Linked DNA regions of Mus musculus: all the other regions are linked to region 1. Evidence: chromatin contacts called from public HiChIP or PLAC-seq data. All regions are on one chromosome and are shown on one strand. The core of a region is the stretch at or near the end of the contact, and the rest is flanking DNA. Distances in the headings are between cores, read along the strand shown.

Region 1 (3,211 bases), core at 578-3,077:
GAAGACTCGGGTACCACAACAAAAGCTCCCCTTACAGAGCTCAGCACTCAACTCCAGTTGTGAAGGGAAGACAGCAGAGGCATATCAAGGGCATGAAGGCAGAAAATCACCACTGTGCTAAAGGAAGAGGAAGTGACAACTGAGCATTCTGAGTTCTAGAATAAGACAAAGATACTGAGCATGCGGACAAGAGACAGCATGCCTGAAAAGTTTCTATAAAAACCATCTTCAATCTGGATTGTTCATAAAACTAAAGAAACAAGACAATATTTTAACAAACCCACAATCATCATCAAAAAAAAAAATCTTACTAATAGGAAAGCAAAAGACTGGAAAGGAGAGCTGTGTGTACTGTAGCATGTAAGATGCAGGATCAGGTAAGTCTGACAGGAATATATATACCTTTTGTTGTGGGAGTTAGGAGTATTAATTATAGCTGCTTATGTCTCACTGAAGGAAACCCCACTAGAAAATTAGTAGCAGGAACATTACTGCAGGCTTTCACTGAGGACCTAATTTATTAGTAAATCTAATCTAATCTGCTAATCACTCCAGCAATCAAATTTGGGATGCTTTCAGTGCTCTTATTGGATATCTAGATTTGAAGTGCTAGGGAACTTTCACAAATGGCTGTATCAATTCTTCTAAAACACAAGCTGAGGTGCCCTAATCACCTTGTGCTATAGAAAGAATTAGCAAGCACCTTTTATCCCCCAAAGACAAGCTTCTGAGCTGAATTGCACAGTGCCTTTCATTCATCTAACCCTAGAGTCTTCAAGCTCCTCCTTTGCTGACTTATGTGAAACTCATCCTCCATTACTATGTATGACAAGTTTCAGGGAGGAATACAAGTAATACAGTCTAGTTCACAGGCAACTTAGCAGGCATGGAGGCCAGCTTGCTGTCTCCAGACATCCACTCTAAAGGTTCCTGCCCTCCTTGGCATGTTCTTCCCATTAGGCATTTCTGTCCAAAGTACTGTACCATAAAACTGGTAAAACTGGTTAACAAAAAATAAATTTGTTCTTACTGGCGCATTCAACCTCCACAGGAGATAGTGGTGTGCTCATTGCTAAATAAGAAGCATGCAATCCAAGAAGTAGGCCCAGGTTCCTCTCTGTGTCAATCAGTGGTGAAGACAAACTTCCAAGATCTGGTATGGTAACAACTTCTTGGTCAGGCTGGAAAAATTAATTTGTTGGTTCAGAAAACAAAATTAATTAAAATTACAACATCAAAAAAACCCCAGCAGCTTATGTGCCTAAGATTGTCTATCACGATCAGAACAAAAATGTATTTGTTAGCACATCCCATAATGAGTTTATGTTATAGCAACCAACAAACTGCATATAAAACACTAGAGAGCAAACAGGAGAAAACAAATAACAGCTCTGGAGCATAAGAGGAGAACCCTGGGGGAAAGATTCTAAATTGACAAACGAACTGTAAGGACAAACTTTAATGTCTTTTCTTTTCTTTTTTTTTGAACATTTCTCTATTTCTGGCATGTTGTTAACTCTTCAAACTTGTATATAATAAACCTTAACACATAAAATGCAAATTTATTTGTCAAAAAATCCTAAGCCAACATAAATATTTTATGTCCAACTATTAGTATAACTAAGTAAAAAGTCATACCATAACAGGCACTTAAGAAGGGCACCTCCTCTATTTCACACAAAGCAGGCCCACAGCCTCACCTCCAAATACTGGCCAACACAGAAGGCATGCATGGATTCCTGTGTGTCTTCAAACTGCAAAGCTGCCTCCAGAGCGACCACTGGATCTTCCCCTGCAAACTGAGCTAAAACAAAAAGGGGAAGAGCAGTATGAGTTCAGTGCAGCTTGCACAGCTCTAGTTCATAGACAGAAGACAGGAAGTGAGTCTGGGTCGCTGTCTCGGAAGAATCTGCCACTCTCCCACGCTTGCCTCGGGCAACTCAAGTTCTACAAAGTACTTGGGGAAAAAGAGACAGGCAGATCTCTGAGTGCAAGGCCAGCCTGGTCTACAAGATTCCAAGACAGCCAAGAGCTACACGGAGAAAACTCTTATCTCAAAAAATAAAAAAACAACAGGAAGAAAAGCTTGATGATGAGAAATTCTTCAACTTGAACCTAAACTTGTTGTGAAGCCAGAACCAAAGTCCCAGATTTTGTTAAACCTGGGGCTAAATTTAACAACTTATTCATAAACTGTGGACTTTACTTAAAATCACACATAATGCAATTTTTAACAATGGAATAAAAAGTAAAAAAGCCTTACCCAGTATACTATTTCCTGTTAAGGATTGTGTCTGAAAGTCTTTTATACCATATACTTTTCCATCAATTACAGTCCAGAAGCCACCATCTTTATTATGGTTCTCCAAATCAGCTTTGCGTATCAGTGTTACCTCCTCATTATTTCTACAGTTCTGACCAGTGAAAAATGACTCTAAAGAAATAGAAACCAAACATCAGTCATCAGATCAAATGTCTCAACAATAAATCTTTTAAAACATAATACAGATGAAAACTTGAGTAGGAAAAGACCTTTTTTTGCACGATTATAGTGTGTTGTGTTTTTAATCCATGTATGCATAGGTGAAAGGCAGCAAGAGGTGGATTATGTTGTCTGTTGTCTTCTTAGATCAAAATCAACCAAATTTATTACTTATTGCTGAGTCTAGAGCTATTTTGGCTAGTTTGACTAGTCAGATTGCCCAAATGGTTCCCATATCCACCTCCTAGAAGCTGGGATTACACCCACCAGGCTTTTTTTTTTTCGCCTTTTCTTTTTGGGTTTGAGACAGGATTTCATATCACTATATAGCCTTGGCTGGCCTAAAACCCAGATTTCTGCCTCTCAAGTATGGAGGATTAAGGATATGCACCTTCACATCTGGATACCACCAGGCTTTTTTAACTGTGAATGATGGAGATACAAACTCCATCCTCAAACTTGCATAGCAAATACTTTACCCCCTGAATCATCCCCATCTCAGGCACAATGAAAAATGAAAAAGATTAAAAAATTGATGACATTAATATTCATTTTTGTTCATCAGAAAACAGTGTGAGAAGAAAAAAATTCTTCAAGAAATAAAGCCAAAGGCTTATTGGATGCAAAGTATATAATTACTTTAAAAAGAAGAAAAATGTGAATAAGACTTGAGTTGACACTTTGCAAAGAGAATGCTCACCTGGTTAACACACATGTAGAAGTATATTA
Region 2 (3,526 bases), core at 869-3,368, 340 kb after region 1:
AGTCAGAGCGTCACAGAACCCTGTCTCGGAACGACAAAGAGCAGCAACAGCAACAAGAGTGACTACAACTGGAGAGCTCACGGCTGAAGGCTTACCTTTATTTTCTCTGTGCTGGGAAGAGATGCATTTAGGAACTCCTTAGTTAATCTCTTCCAACTAGCAGCTTTGTTGAGATCAGAATGAATGGTGAATTTTTCATAAATTCTAAAATGTTAAAAAAAAAATCAATTAGTACCTAAATAGCTTTTGAGAACGCATCAATGAATACATATAGACAGAGAATCAACATACCCTTCTATTGTTTTTTCTACTTTGTGACTGTTGACATCCAAGAAACGATGAAATCTGGTAAAGATAAAATACAGTTTTTAATGTCAGTGTCACATGGCAGTATTTACTGTCAGGTAGCTAAGTATACTTGAGTCACAGCTCTCCATGTCCCTGCATATGTCTGACACCCCTGACAACCTGTCCTCTGGCTCCTTTGTCTTTTTATATGTCCCACAGTTATGTTCAGTATAACATATTTTCCTAGGGTTTTTGCTAGATCTTGCTATGTGGCTCTGAGCTCACTAGGAAGCTAAGGATAGCCTTCAACTCACAGCAATCCTCCTGCCTGAGCCACCCAAGTGGGTATACTTTTTAGTGCAAAATTCTGATGTAATTATAGGCATACATCATTGTGACTGGATTTTCTTTGTCTTTTTAATGTAAGAGAGAAGCCCAGTGAAATCTTAACATTTGTCCTCTGAATAATTCTGCTAAATGTACAAAATGAAATACAAAGAAAAGCAAACATATTCATGTACAATTATCAAATATTTAGAAAGCTTTGAAAGGGTCTGGAGAGATGCCTCGGGGGTTAAGAGCCCACGCCATTGCTCAGGGTCCCCAGGTTCTATTCACAGCACCCACAGGCTGTTTATAATCCCAGTTCCAGGGGATCAGCTGCCTTGGGCACCAGGCACACACATGCACACGTGTACACAGAGTCAAATCATACACATAACATCATCAACAACAAAACCTAAAATTTAGCAGTGGGACCAAAGGCTGTCATTAATGTAACAACGAACAACATGTGGAAATAAAGCAACTGTAACACAAGGTGACTGCCACATGTTTTCTACGGGTGACACTGGTGACAGAGTGTTATAGGTATGCTTTTAGTACTTCTGTTATACTATGCAGCATCTATGTCTCTTCCCAACTCTAAAATGACTATCCCCTCCCTCCTATCTGCCACTAGAAAAAATACTTGTGGTACATCTGCTTTTCGAGTTACCTGACTTCTTTGAATCCTTGTTCTTTCTATAGGTTATAACTAGAAATTGCACTTGTGGTTTTGGATCGTTGGCTTGCTTCCCATCAACCTGAGAGGTCTGTAGTCTCACGAACTAGGCAGACACTCACGTCCTGCGCTTAGAATCAGGATCACAGTCTGACAAACTGTTCACTGTTTAGGGTGACTTCTACTAGACATGCTATGTGTTGCTCAATAGTAGAACTTGAATTTGTTTTATGCAATGCAAAGGGAGGACACAGAAGCGGGGAAACTTGTAAGTGGTCCGAGCAAGAGAAGAGGGGGGTTGGTGAGACAAACAAAAAACAAAACAAAACAAAAAACCCCCAAAAAACCTAACAGGATGTGATCAGAATTTGGCGCTAAAAATTCACTTTCCCAGCCATCAAATGACTTTTGATGTGCACCGTACTGCGTGCGGGTGAGCAGAGTCAACAGCTCTCTAGGAATGTGCCGCTGCAACTGCGGGTTTCTCGCAAGGGCACCTAAGGGGAAACCAAGGCACAGCAGCTGCAGCAGACGCAGGGGTGCCGGAGGCCGCACTCCCGACCCGGACCCGCCCGCCCGCGCGACTTCAGCTCGTAGCCGCGATCCCACACCTGAAGTTGGACCAGACGAAGTCCAGGGCCAGCTGGAAGTTGGGGTCCGCCTCGTCCTGCAGCCCCGTAACCTGCCGGACGAGCTCGCACACATCATGCTCCAGCTGTCTGTCCATCCGGCTCCCGGACGACTTAGGCCGGGCCATTGCCGCGGCGTACCTATCAGGATCTCTGCTAAGTGGCGACTGTTCTCGCGAGAGTTCCGCCCGTCCCGGCACCGGGGTTTCGAGATGTGGAGGATGTTTCCGCGAGAGTTCCGGCAGCCCCGGAGCTGTGCCTGGGAAAGGTGCTGATGGGAGTGGATGCTGGTTGCTGGATGCGGTGCGTCCGTGGGTGGGGAAGAGATGTGCTCTTTCTGCTTGCACACCGGGAAATCCGAGAGTCTTCAGACAGCTAACCATTATTTATTATTAATCATTGTTAATAAGGGACTCTGGATACTCCTGATTAACGATTTAAATTCTGATGCATTTTGAGCCAACCAGTTTTTTGGTTCCAGGGTATAGTTTCCGACATTTTTGAACATCGTGACTTATTTGTTCATGCTCCGGCCTTCACTTTCTCCTCCAGACGACCTAAACTGGGCTCTCAGAGCTCCCCAACTAAACACATGCTTCTGATTAGACCAGGAACATATGGTTAAAGCAGCGATAGTGCCCATTTATGTATTACAATGGCTCTGAACCTTCCAAATGCTGTGACCCTTTAATATAGTTCCTCTCGCTGGGATGACCCATAACCATTAAATTATTTCGTTGCTACTTCATAGTTATACTTTTGCTAGTTTACGAATTGTAATGTAACTATCTGATGTGTGATCCCTACTGCGGGTCACTGCCCACATGCTGAAACTGCTGGTTTATTAGTAAGGTGGAGATGTATGTGAGGGCCAGCTGTCTGTCACCCACTTGATGGCCGGGGATGCTTTTCTGTTACTGTTCTTTGTGCACCCACAGCTTTGGGTTAGGCCGACCTTCCCTATGGAGGACTTGTCCTTGTTACAGTACAGGCAGTTGTGCTTTCTTGTTAGAACCCTCGAACAAGTTCTCAAGAAAGGGAAAGTGGCTCTGAGTTCAAGGCCAGCCTACAGAGTGAGTTCCAGGACAGCCAGGGCTATACAGAGAAACCCTGTCTCGAAAAAAAAAAAAAAAAATCAGAACAAAACAACCAAAACAACAACAGCAACAACAAACCCAAAACAAAACAAAAAAAGCTGGCTTACTTAATAAAGTTGCTGGCTGTCAGGCCTGGCTGCTTGCATCCCATCGTGTGGACTCACATGATAGGAGAGAACCATGTCCCATAAGTAGTCTTATAATTCCCATGTGTGCGTACCTCCACCCCATACAAAAATAAATTTTAAAACGTCATTTTCAAAATATAAAAAGGGGAAAGCACTCTTGAGAGCAGACGTGGGCAAAGTCGTCAGAGCAGCAGCTGGAGCCTTTGAGCCTTTATAAATCGTCCGCATTAGGTAGCACCTGCCACCCCAATTGGTACTTGCCTGACTTTTTCTTAGACGAATCCCTCACGAGGAAGGTCTTTGTTGAGGCCAGGCTAAGTTACTCCATATTGAATAAAACAGTTGTTATCCCCTAAGCTGTGCACTGCCCCAGGAGACTGT
Region 3 (3,368 bases), core at 757-3,256, 270 kb after region 1:
GGAGATGTGGTAGAAACCCCTCTACACACACCCAAGCACAACTTTCAGGTCCTTAATGGTGCCACTAATTTCTTCTCTTCCTCCAGGGATACGATACTGTTTTTTATTCACTATTTTCCCTGGCAGAGGCAGTTCTAAAGGCTTCCATTTAGCCGTTCCAACCATAATAGCCCTCACTCCACAGGCCAGGGAACCAATGTGAGAATTCTTCCAACTTCTAAATGTATCTATTACAATTATACATTCTAGGACTAGAAATAACTACAAGATGAGTTCAGAGACCCACTGGACCGATTGTGAGTCAGACGTCAGCCAAAACTCTATTAATCATCTGGCCTCCATTTCAACAGGAGGGCCACAGTGTTTCTTAGGATTTCCTGGACTCAGCATCAATTCAGAACCAGGATCTAACAGACCTGGAGAAGTCTGATTGTTTCCATTCCACAGTGTAGTTACCCTTGTACAAGAAGCTGTAGGTCCCTCTAGGGAAGGAATGGAGAGCGTTGAATGAACTTTAAAGGTATTTTATCAAATTTCTTCCTCAGAGGAACCTGACTACTCCTTAATTAAAGGGGGGTTCTATAAACTGAAGTCTGAAAATTGCTCACAGGGTGAGATTCCTTTTTGCTATGATCCAACAGGCCATTAATAAAATGTTCCACAGGCTTGCTTATAGCTTGATCTTACAGAGGCAATTTCTCTGTTGAAGTTTTCTCCTTTCAGATGACTTAAAACTGGCCAGCATAGATACCATAATATGAATATCGCACAGTAAAATTTAAATCACATATTTGGAATAACTCTTATTCCTGTTGGTGCTACCAATAAGCCATTGACCGTTTAATGACATAATCATACACACAGATGTCCACCCCTCGGGTCTGGTGAGAACAGCACATCATGGGTGAGCAGAGAGACTAGAAGAGGCCACGTTAGGACAGTGCTAGATAAAACCAGCCCTCCTATAACCTTGACCTTGAACTTCTAGCCTCCAGAACTGTGAGCACATAAGTTCCCACTAATCTGTGGTATTTTGTGTAACGGGCCTCACACACACACATAGAAAATCACCCAGGTAGGGGGCCAAATGCCCTTGGGTTGTAAGATTAGGAAAGAAAGAAAGAAAGAAAGAAAGAAAGAAAGAGAGAGAGAGAGAGAGAGAGAGGGAGGGAGGGAGGGAGGGAGGGAGGGAGGGAGGGAGGGAGGGAGGGAGGGAGGGAGGAAGGAAGGAAGGAAGGAAGGAAGGAAGGAAGAAAGAAAGAAAGAAAGGAAGAAAGAAAGGGAGAAAGAGCGCACTGGCATTTTGATAGTTAGGAAAACAATACATGCTTAATGTAGACTCCGAGGTCTGTTCTGTAGCTAACAACTACCTTCTCAAGCTTGGCCTATAAAGCCTAGTGCTCCACGTGTCCAAGCTCTGGGTGCTGTAGCCTCCTCAGGCCCTGCACTGACCCACACATAACAAACCCTTTTGTGGTTTAGCTGAGTAAGCAGTATCAAGGATGCTTTTCTTCTCTGACTCTGTTCTCCTGGCAGCGGCTCAACGTTCACATTTGTCTCCAAATCCTACACTTCCTAAGTTACAAAAACTAATTGAAATACCGTATTGGATCTGGCATTTTAATAAGTCGTCAACTCATTTTTGTTATTGAGTGTCCTAAAATATCTTTTCAAGTGATTTCCCAAGCTAGTCACCAAGTATCTTCAAGGCTCAGGAGGGAGGTTAGCTGGTAATTTGCATCGAGCAAGTGCTCAGCATTTGCTCAGTGAGAGACCCAGTCTGAGCTTGGAGCTGCACACCGCAGGTTTGTTTATTTCACTGTCTGATCAAGGGACCACCGGGTGAGCATCACAAGGCACCAGGTAAGAGCAAGCAGCACCAGGGTACCATATAGAGAGGAGGCTGAGTGTCTCAGTGTGCCCACAGAAAGAGAAGTAAGTGTTCATCATGTTGGAGGTGTGGCAGGGCTGCTGAGCATCTTCCTTCCCTCTACATGTCACTCACTGATGACTCACTCCTTCCATAAATGTTCCTCAGTAAGTCCTTCTCATGGCCACTCCCATGGTGGGGTCATCCCAATATACTGATAAGATAAGCAGAATGGTGCTCAAAGGCCCCCAGCTCAACTGAGAGCCCTAGGCTCCAAGCAACAAACACACCACACACACACACACACACACACACACACACACACACACACACACACACACACACACATAGGGCAGGGATCTTGTGTGTCCTCTATCCAGTGATGAGCAACTAGACTTCTGGAGTCAAGGCCAGGGTTAGCAAACAAAACTGGTCCAGGCCTAAGGCTCAGGAAAGAGGCAGTGTGAGGCTGGAACAGCAGACAGATCCATAGGAGTTGCCAGCAGCCCAAAACTAAGAGCCCCACCCTTCCCCATTCTGGCCCCACTGAGTCCTGTAGATGCTACAGTCAGTACCCAAGGAAAAAGTGAAATGGCTTTTGCAAAACTATAGTTAGACAATCAGACAGTTAACCACATTTTGAAACAAAGAATGATGAATAATTAAACTATTGTTTCTTTACAAAACCGATTATGACTTGATAATTTTCCCTGTCTCTGGGCAATTTCAGGAAGATAGCCAAGAACAGATGCTCTCATGTTTAGACAAGCTGTCCTTGGAAACTTCAGGCTCACAAAAGCTTGTGGCACAAGCCTATAATCCAAACTACTGGACTATAAAGCAGTGGATAACAAGTTCAAGCTCTGTCTGAGCTACAGAGTAATTTCAAGACCGGCCCAGGTAATTTGTTAATCCTGAGATTCGCTGGAGAAAAACCAGTTCCACCATTTTGAGCCAAAATTGAAGCAAGCTTTATTAAATACTGAACAAGATAAGACTTTGGTCAGGGCCACTACCTGGAATTCCCAGCTGAGTTGGCCCGAAGACATGTGTTGTAGGGGCTTTTACAGACAAAACCGTAAGACATCATACTTTCCCATGAGGCTTTGTTATTTTCCAAGAACTACAAATGCCAGCATCCCAGGATGTTATAGGTTAATTTGGGGTATTACAAACTTAGCAAGACACTGTCTCAAAAATTAAAAACAAAACAGAAGTTCCTGCACAAAGCTGCACAAAGGAGTAGAAATCAGAACACCAGACTGAGGTTCGACCTGTTTGCTGGCACAATGCTAGGAGACTAGGAAGGACAAAAGAAAACAGTGAGTCTAGGTATACACTCACCGGACAGCAGTGCCAGGGGACACGGGCTCCAATCAAGAGAAACAGCCACAGAGAATATTTTAAGGGTGACCAGACAGTCATTGAGGATCAATGTCAGGTCTTGTGGCCTTCACAGGCACTACACTTATTGTGATGTACTTACATATATATTCGG
Region 4 (3,406 bases), core at 329-2,828, 290 kb after region 1:
ACATACAAACACATTCACACACCTGTGCACCCACATCTAAAAACACACATACCACAAACACACACATACAGTGTTTATTCTTTAAAAAAACCTTAATACATACTTCCTCAAATACACAAATACTTAGAGGATGTATTTTCTTAGAGAGACTTTTCAACTGCAGCATTTTATCAAGGTTACAGGGAAGATGCTGTTAGGGGAAGAGGGAAAGAGAAGTATTCCCCGCAACATTCCTACTGAATTCTTACAATGCATGTCTGCAGTAACTTACATGTATTTAAAAACTGAATTAATTCTTTCAGGCTATGTGCTTGTAGGCTTTTTAATAAGAACCACTAACATACTCAGAACTAGGGGAAGGCTGGTATTCAGGTATACCACCGGTCTCGCGTGCTTCAACTTCCAGCCAGTGAACTTGGCCAGGGTCTAGGATCAATACCCCCACCTTGGCAAGCGCTGATCTCAGTATCAGTACCTGTAGGAGTACCCCAGTACCAGCGGTGCTTCAAACACGACTCAACTAAGCGATCTGTTAGCCGACAACCAAGAGAAATCTCTGGGCTCCCCCATGCAACACACGGATTGCCCGATGCTTCCCTCTGCCTCGCCCTCACCGATCCCCAGTTGCATATCTCTTCCTTCTTTTCTCACACTCACGAAATGTTACAAATTACGCAGATGCTTTAGGCTTAAAGTACAAAATTCGTTACGAATGTGCGGCGGCGCACTACTGCTCCTGAACAATCCCGTTTCCTTAACAAAGCCCAAAATGCCTCTCTCCAAGAATCTGAGGACGGCTTCCCTAGACCACACTCTCCTTCCTTTCCTCTGAAGGCAGAACCATGGTGGACTCGGGGTTGTTTTGCCACTTTAGTGCAACATAAACTATTCGTCGCTCCTTACTTTTCAATAGTAAAATACTAAATATTAACGTTGTCTCTTCCTCTTTGGAGCTAAACCTCGTGCCGGAAGCGCGAGATCTGGGATCCTAGTATCCAGGGTGAGTCGGGGCGGGGGTTCGGGGACGCGGGGGTCCGGGACGCGGGAGCCGGGCCACCGGAGTGCAAGTTGTGCAGCGCGGAGGGAACAGGGAATCTGCACTGGGAAGCCCGTGGCCGGGGGATTCTGGAATGTGATTCCGGGGAGGGAGCCCTGGAGCCGCCGAGCTGGGCCGGGAGTCCCGGGCTCCGGAGCTGCCGTGCAGAGACCGGGAGACTCGAGAGCCCAGGAGGCAATCCCGGGAGGCCGTGCGGTCCCGGAGGCTGCGCCGAGGCCGTCTGCAGGCTCGCCCCACCGGACTACAGTGGAGCAAGGACCCCGAGGCCAGGCGACCGCCCTTACCTGGTCTGCGCCGCCTTCGGTTGTCCAGGGCGGGCCCCGGGAGCTTTCCTACCCCAATGAGTCACTTGGGCGGGTCGGGAATGCACCAGGAAACACCCGGCCTCCTCCCCTTCCTCCGGGGCGGCGCTGCTCGGCTCGGCCTCTTCCTCCCGGCGCTCCTCCCTCCTCCCGCTGGCTGCCTTGGGTCCGGCTCCTCTAGGCCAGCCCGGTCGGCCCCCAAGTCTCCCCAAGTCTCCCGTACCGTAGCCCCGCCTGCCGCTTGCTGCTCAGGTCACCGCAGCAAAGGAAGCCGGGATTTGCTTGGTGGGCTCCACCCGTCAAGCCGGCTGGGAGAGGATGAAGACTCAGCGCCACACTGCCATGCTCACCAGCCTCAAGAGTTTTCCCTGATTTGGGGGACCTCTGTTGAAGCTAAGGCCAAATGAGGAAAGAATTCCAGGACTAGCCAGCATAGAGCTGGAAGTTTTACTAAAGATACTTTAAAAAAAATTTAAAAAAAAGGAATTCATTATGTGTATGAATGTTTGGCTTGCTTGTGTGTCTATGCACCACGAGAGTGCCTGGTGCCCGCAAAGGTCCAAAAAGGGCGTTGGATCCCCCAGCAATTGGGTGTGGGCCAGTGAGCCCATACATGGGCCATAGGAATTCAACATTCGTTTTCCTATAACTTGTCCTCAGTGATGGTGAGAAGCCTCAGTAAATCCATGAGTGATGGGCTTATCTTCCTCCGCATGTCCCCCAAATTTTCACTGCCTCCTGTCCTGCCTCTGGTTGAACTTCAAAAGAGATACAGAAGGTACAACCATGACAGAGAAGGGGCGCATGTATGTATTAAATGGTGGGTGCAAGGCTGGAGCGGCATGTAAAATGCTCCAGACCCAAGGAAGAACCCATTCTGGCCCCTAAAGTAACAGTGCTACCATCTCATCTGCCTTCTGAGGACTGGCAAACTCAAGTTCAGACTCCTAGGAATGGCTGACAACAGAAAACCTGACTTGAATTTGCCCTCCCTAAACCCGCAGAAAAGGAAGGGAAAAGTTAGTTAACATACATCTTAATGCTGAACTTAGTAGAATAGCTCCAAACTTCCTACCCTTCTTCACTCCGGACGCCCCTCCTTACTGCTAAGAATTTGGACATTTTGTTTGTCGTTGGGGTCTGACAGTAACTAATGTAACCCAGGCTAGCCTTGAACACCAGATCATGTCTCCATCCCTCAAGTGCTGAAATCACAGGCATTCACCAACATGCCTAACTCCCACACCAGTTTGTTTTCCCCAACTTAACAGAAATAAATCTTTACTAAGTAACTTTTAATATCAGAAAAATAAAACTCGTGTAATTGTATTTACAACAGACACACATCAGTGTTTTCACCATCTTAGGTTTACCACAAAATGTGAGATGTTAAACTTATTCAAAAGTATAATCCTTGTAGCTTCTCTACATATGCATAACAAGAGTATAATAAAAATTACAAAACCTAAACTATAATGATAATACAAATGTAACATGTTGATTCCTTGGCGCAGCAAAAATACAAAACGCATGCTTGACAATGTTCCCCTGCTTCCACAGAACTGTAATCTAGAGATTAAGATTCAATACTGGCATTTAACTATCCGACAAGCAATTTGAATTATATCATTATATGCTGTAGAGAGAATCTCAGTGTCACCTGTCACTAAAAATGCCTATGCCCAATGAGCTGAGGCAGCAAATAGGAGATGGGACACTGGCAAGAAGAGAGGAGATTCTGGGAAATAGTGAGAATATAAAAGGAACCCATAGGGAGGGACTGTGAAGGATTCAAGCAAGTCTCTGAGGGAGAGAAGCTGAGGAGACACAAAGGAAGAAGCAGGCTGGGACTGGAGGAGAGGTAACTAACAGTGTGTGAGACATAGAATAGTTTAAAGGGTTAGATAAGTTACAATCTAGTCAGGGACTGAGCCAATGCTCGTGGCCTAGGCATTTATTAAAAAGTTGTTAGTCTCACAGTGATCATTCTGGGAGCAGGGGCTGGGAGGAAAAACAGATTGATTTGTTTTTACAATATTTCATCAAT

Evidence for each region. HiChIP or PLAC-seq counts read pairs in DNA pulled down with a chosen protein or histone mark.
Region 2: an H3K4me3 HiChIP or PLAC-seq map of bone marrow-derived macrophages shows a contact between it and region 1, with 4 times the contacts expected there. The contact joins the promoter of Tubgcp5 here to the enhancer-like site in region 1. A contact is called at or near these places in 2 of 484 Hi-C or Micro-C datasets (B cells and ventricular fibroblasts), 3 of 115 datasets of contacts at active chromatin or transcription factors (bone marrow-derived macrophages, microglia and stem cell-derived neural progenitor cells) and 4 of 9 other capture datasets (adipose tissue, liver, macrophages and 1 more).
Region 3: a contact with region 1 is called in an H3K27ac HiChIP or PLAC-seq map of microglia, with 6 times the contacts expected there. The contact joins two enhancer-like sites. A contact is called at or near these places in 1 of 115 datasets of contacts at active chromatin or transcription factors (microglia) and 3 of 9 other capture datasets (adipose tissue, embryonic stem cells and liver).
Region 4: an H3K27ac HiChIP or PLAC-seq map of microglia shows a contact between it and region 1, with 6 times the contacts expected there. The contact joins the promoter of Cyfip1 here to the enhancer-like site in region 1. A contact is called at or near these places in 1 of 39 promoter capture datasets (neural stem cells), 3 of 115 datasets of contacts at active chromatin or transcription factors (bone marrow-derived macrophages and microglia) and 2 of 9 other capture datasets (embryonic stem cells and liver).

Annotation. Positions count from the first base shown.
Region 1 is chr7:56,130,392-56,133,602 of GRCm38.p6, reverse strand. It overlaps Herc2 (HECT and RLD domain containing E3 ubiquitin protein ligase 2), which reads right to left. Exons shown (of 93, transcript NM_010418.2): 24 at 2,264-2,434; 25 at 1,701-1,804; 26 at 1,031-1,181. Among named protein-coding and RNA genes, the nearest start is that of Herc2, 82 kb to the right of the region's middle. Within about 2 kb of position 1,827, at least 27 of the 459 cell types and tissues checked have an H3K27ac peak or open chromatin away from gene starts, as enhancers often do. A contact at or near this core is called in bone marrow-derived macrophages and microglia, where this site is marked.
Region 2 is chr7:55,792,717-55,796,242 of GRCm38.p6, reverse strand. Tubgcp5 (tubulin, gamma complex associated protein 5) reads right to left here and starts at 2,118. Exons shown (of 23, transcript NM_146190.3): 1 at 1,903-2,118; 2 at 292-345; 3 at 96-204. The coding sequence starts at 2,048.
Region 3 is chr7:55,858,294-55,861,661 of GRCm38.p6, reverse strand. The region is part of intron 1 of Cyfip1 (cytoplasmic FMR1 interacting protein 1); the gene reads right to left. Among named protein-coding and RNA genes, the nearest start is that of Cyfip1, 18 kb to the right of the region's middle. Within about 2 kb of position 2,006, at least 80 of the 459 cell types and tissues checked have an H3K27ac peak or open chromatin away from gene starts, as enhancers often do. A contact at or near this core is called in microglia, where this site is marked.
Region 4 is chr7:55,840,243-55,843,648 of GRCm38.p6, reverse strand. Cyfip1 (cytoplasmic FMR1 interacting protein 1) reads right to left here and starts at 1,578. Exons shown (of 31, transcript NM_011370.3): 1 at 1,342-1,578.